Linked DNA regions of Zea mays: region 2 is linked to region 1. Evidence: chromatin contacts called from public Hi-C data. All regions are on one chromosome and are shown on one strand. The core of a region is the stretch at or near the end of the contact, and the rest is flanking DNA. Distances in the headings are between cores, read along the strand shown. Region 1 holds the start of LOC103637683 (VAN3-binding protein). Region 2 holds the start of LOC100216593 (Eukaryotic translation initiation factor 3 subunit B).

Evidence for each region. A called contact is a pair of places that touch in the nucleus more often than the background predicts.
Region 2: a Hi-C map of ear shows a contact between it and region 1, with 2.0 times the contacts expected there. The contact joins the promoter of LOC100216593 here to the promoter of LOC103637683 in region 1. A contact is called at or near these places in 2 of 25 Hi-C or Micro-C datasets (bundle sheath and ear).

The regions. Positions count from the first base shown.
Region 1 is chr1:98,008,698-98,011,397 of Zm-B73-REFERENCE-NAM-5.0, reverse strand. It overlaps LOC103637683 (VAN3-binding protein), which reads right to left and starts at 1,291. Exons shown (of 9, transcript XM_020546436.3): 1 at 1,183-1,291.
Region 2 is chr1:98,230,950-98,233,649 of Zm-B73-REFERENCE-NAM-5.0, reverse strand. It overlaps LOC100216593 (Eukaryotic translation initiation factor 3 subunit B), which reads left to right and starts at 1,387. Exons shown (of 11, transcript NM_001360043.1): 1 at 1,387-1,614; 2 at 2,484-2,700. The coding sequence starts at 1,493.

The sequences.
Region 1 (2,700 bases), core at 42-2,541:
GCTCCGAGTCTTTATATTGTGAGGACATACCCAAACAAGCTGAAGCATGCGGGGTTCACAATGCACCAAGGGCTAGACGGATTACTCAGTACTATTATAAGTAGTGTGCCCCCCACAAAATCTTTCTATATACGACGCATTATACTCGGAATTCATACTTTTGTTGCCCCCCCCCCCCCCCCCCCCCCCCCCATCTCTATCTGACCCGGATTCCCCCCTGTGAGAACTCTTGGTGATCAAGTAGGCCACTAAACAAGGATATATATACCGCGCGCAAGTACATGTACATTGCTTGTTTCGGAATGGACCTTGCCGAAACCAACCTAATTAACCAGTGAGAAGTAGAGTAATGTGTACTAATGTGGAGGAGCAAGGGGAGATGGTCCTGCTAATGGCCGATTTGGCGCGGTTTATGATTGCCACTTATAGAGCATGAGTGAACAAGATCTGCAACGCCGCTCGCGTGGCTAGCGCGCTGAGACAAAAAAAGTAGTAGATCAGATGCCGATCATGCATGTAGATGATGATGATGACGACGACGATTGTTATGACAGTGAGTCTAGTTTTTTTTACAAGGCAGAGGCAGAGGCAGGGATGATGATTAATTACTGTGATGCATGCATGGATTAGCAGTGATTGTAGATGAGTGTGTAGCGGCCGAAAGGTGAGAAGGAAGGGCGGTAGCTTTGGCAGGAAGCAATTAACTAGTAGTAGTATTAGTAGTAATCTCCAGGTCACTCCGAATATACCCATCAGCCCCAAGTGGGAAACAGAATGCACAGATCTGGGCTGGCTCCCTCTAAAGAGGCTCCGACTTCGAAGCTCCATTGCTACTTGTGGTATAGAACTGACGTGTGTGCGGCGGGCGGGACCAATGATCAGTTGCGACCTGGTACCCTCGATCAGTTGCGACCCGGAAGCTAGACGACTTTCGAAACCGAGGGGCTGATGCTTAACTGCAGGAGCTGACTGGATGGAGATGGACCTGGCGACAAGCGATCCAGCGATCAGGGCGAGACCACATGCTCCCGCGCCCCTATCGACGCGAGATCGACTTGCTTCTCCTGGTCATCCATAGTACTTTAGGCCTGGCCTATCATGGACGGACTAGGAAAGGAACGGAGGCGGCGTGAGGAAGGAATCAAACAACGGGGCGGAGGAGGGGTAGACGTACTGACTGACCTTTTCCCCTTCTTCTTCTGATCTTCTCCGTTTGGGCAGTGGGGAGAACCTCTGTTGGGACTGGGGTCGACGAAGACGAACGCGGGTTACGCTTACGCTTGTGTAGGGTATACAGTACACTTTCAGTTTCTATTTAGTCGTTGCCGTAATCGCGGGTTTCAGGGCGCGAAATCATGTGGCCGTTTTCAGAGAGATTCAGAAACGTAACAGGGGGCCCGGCCGGCCCACACGCCCAACCAATGGCTGGCTGACCTGTGTGCTGTCTTCCTGGACCTGCATCAAGACCGTGGGCTACAAAAAAAAAAGCCCAACCCCTTTTGTGCTGTCCACCGGTGTGCCTTGGTAACGCTCATACTGCATACGAGGTGCGCACGAGAGTCGAGAGTACTGGAATGGGCACGGGACGCGCTCTGTTTCCGACGCGCAGGCATGGACATGGACGACACCGGCTACCGGTCCCATCTTATTGACGGAAATGGAGTAGGACGACCGATTCCATTCGTCGGCGGGAGCAGGACTGCAAAATTGTCACCCATCTTATTAACTTCGCTCAGGAAACGCACTCCCTTTTTGTCCCCTAATGGACTTTTTGTCAAGTCATTAATGTTTGGATGGAAGGACGAGGAAGGACGAAAAACGATGGGATGAGATCATTCTAATTTAACCCGCGTTTTGTTTGGAGGTCTAGAGTCAGGTTAAGAAATATTCTTCAAAAATGGTGTATGAGGTCATTCCTCAAAAAATAAGGAATGAAGTCAGCCTAGGGTTGATCCCGTCTCATCCCTTATTAACACCGAACCAAACACTACCTAAAGATGTCCTCGCTCGTACATATTAAAGAAAAAAAAGATATGTTCTGGAAGGGACAGCTAGGACTCATGTTGATTTTCGCACTACTAGCCTCCAAAACTGCCCAGCCAAAGCCATCTCTAAAGTCCTCACTCGAAGGTTACATGAGCATATTCCGGATCTTGTTCGGGGTGATCAGACTGGCTTTGTGAAAAAAGGAACATAGCCAAGAATTATGCATATGCCATGGATATTCTATGTTACTATTATGGTAGCAAAATCCTCTCTGCCATCTTTAAAGTTGATTTGCATAAAGCCTTTGATTCGGTTAATTGGGGGAGCCTTATCAAAATCCTTCTCCACCGGGGCTTCTCTCGTCGTTGGTGCGACTAGATGTCGGATGGTGCTCCCTGTCCCATTCTTCAGTACATGGAACACACACTTATTTTTTATTAGGCATATGTGGGAGCCCTCACCGGCATAAAGATTGCTCTCAATGACTTTGCCTTGGCAACCGGGCTCACTATCAACTACCATAAAACCACCATACTCCCTATCCATGTGGATGCTGACTTTGCCTAGAGCTTAGCTGGTGTCTTTGAACCGTGGTCTTGGCCTTCCCCGAGCCTTACCTTGGCCTTCCTCTCACTCCCAGAGGGCCACTACGTCTGACTAATCCCCCTTGTTACCTCTTGTGATCAAAATCTATCAGGTTCAAAATATAAGCTT
Region 2 (2,700 bases), core at 138-2,637, 220 kb before region 1:
GAACACCCACATAAGGATTTGGAGACTGCAATAGTGCAATTAGAGCGCAATGATTCATGGGTCCTTGGTGATGTTCAAAGGCTAAAAGCATTGGATAGGACATAGTCCAAGCCTAATGTAGGAAAAGTGTCACTTCACGCTCTCCCCAACTCTGATTTATTTGTGCTGTGATTAGTATAACCATTTAAGCAACTGTGTAATTGTTTTTCTTTCAATCTTACACTTGTTATGTTTAGCATAATGAGAGTAGTTTTGTTACTTTCTAGGAAGAGAAAATCCAGTTTGTTTTTGTTTTTAGTGTTTACTTAATACGAGATTGAATGCATGGTATTACGAGGTGTATATTTAGTGTGACCACATCTTTGTTATAGAAATTTGGACCTTTCAATTGACATATCAAATTGGTTCATAAGTATAAAAAATAAAGAGACACGATCTCTTATTTCTCTTCTTATCTAATATAATAAAATACATTGTTATAAAAACACCAATTAACATTATATATTTTTGTTAGCGTCACTAAAAATAAATGTTTACATACCTTAAAATATACAGTAAGGTGTCCATATATTGCTACGACTATCCTCTGTTCATAAAGCTGGTTAGATTTTATGGGTCAAAATTTGTTTACCATCTGTCAAATGCAAAACATGCTCACAAAACTTTCTTAAGGCTAGTTTAGGAATCATATTTTCCTAAATAGGGATGAAAACGGTCGAAAACGATCGAAAAAACAGCTAAATTGTTTTTGTTTTCATATTTTTTTGGTCGGGACGAAAATGAAAATCAACCGTAGAAATACGGGATCGGAATTGTCGGTTATTCGAAAACGATAAACTATAGTCGGAAAGATAACTATTTTATAGTTTTATCAAAAATATAATAAAGTGATGTATTGCCTAATTTTTAAGATTTAGAAATACACAAACAACTCTTTTTCATCATTCATATTAGTTAGAGTAATTATAACATTTGCTTTTTGCTTATTCATTCACTTGAACACAACAAAAGTTTATAACTTAAATAAATTATATGCTAGATCTATCTCATATTATATAAAACGGTATTAGCATGACTCGGAAACGAAAAATACGAAAACGATCGAAAAACTAGCTAAATTGTTTTCGTACCGTTTCTAATCGGTTCCTGAACAATTCGAAAACGATCGGGAAAAAATAGTATTCGAAACGGGACGGTACGGAAATTTCCCGTCATGTTTTCATCCATATTCCTAAATCTTTTGGAAAAATGTGGTTCCCAAACTAGCGCTTAAGAGGCAGATCGGGATCCTCTCCATGGCCCACCTGTCATCTGTGTAGTCGTGTAGTCATAAGAAGAAGAGTCTCGACTCGCGACTCAAAACCAAAACCCTCCATCCATTCTACACGCGCCGCCGCACTCCTGTACACGCCCCGCCGCCACCGCCTCCACCACCACAGCGCGCAGGAATCCCTCGTTCTCTGAGGGTTTCAGGCGTCGTATGTAAGAGAAGATGGCGCTCTCAGTATCCATGGAGGGCATCGAGGCGCGGGCGCGGGATCTCGGGGTGGACCTCTCCGCTGTCGATCTGGACTCCATCACCCTCCCGGCCGGCGAGGACTTCGGCATCGTCAGGTAGACGCACGCGCCGCCTCACGTCAGGTCCCAATCAGTGACAGGCGCCAGCTTAGCGCGCTTAATATGTGGTGGCCTTGGTTGCCCTAATTCTGCTTTTCGCAGATGCGATCGTCTACGGTGGGATTTTGTAGGTTTGGTGCAATATTAGTGTGTTCTGTTCTAGGTCCTGGCATCAGCTGATGTGCAGAGCAAATTTGAGCGATTGTTTTTTCGGGACTGACAGTACTCCGTTGTGGTTGGACTGGTACTAGTGTGTTGTGGTTGCCAAAGACGTTTTTAGATTTTTTGTGTTTGTGGTGGGCGTCAATCTGACGCCTATTTTTACATATTACTCTGGCAAATACCAAAAGAATCTGATATCATATAAAACTATGTAGTCTTGATTTGCTGTTTGCAGCTGCAAGCATTTATGCTGGTTTGTGCCGAATTGTTGACTGTCTCGTTTAATATGCTGCTAGTATATTGTTATGACTGCTCATTTTGTGCAGTAAGCATAGTTCACGAAATAGTAGGCTAGAGGCCTGTTTGGTTTCATGCTTAAGACGCCACAACTTGCCTAACTTTTCCGCCTAAGGTTAGTTACTTAGTTCTTCGATTCGAGTGACTAAGCTTAGATATGTTGTGGCGTCTTAGGAAGGAAACCATACATGCCCACACAAAGGTTAATCAGGTGCAGTAATACCAGTTTTGCATAGACAATACCTTTGCTTGCCAGCACGATGAGAATGTAAATCTTTAGTGCTCTGAGATATGCATTTAGTACAGATGACTTTTATATGATTTTCTGGGTTACAGTATCCTTGATTTGTTTTCAGCGTTGCTTGTTGCTACTTGCTATTTGCTTATAATATCCCTACAATTTGCAGTGATGACGAGGAGGTACTTCGTGGTGAGGATCTTCCAGAACTTGAAATGGGTTTGTCCAACATTATTGTCGTGGACAATCTGCCAGTTGTTCCTCCAGAAAAGTTTGAGAAGCTTGAGAATGTCATACGCAAGATCTACAGCCAAATTGGAGCGATAAAAGAAAATGGTCTATGGATGCCTGTAAACCCAGAGACAAAGAAGACATACGGTTACTGT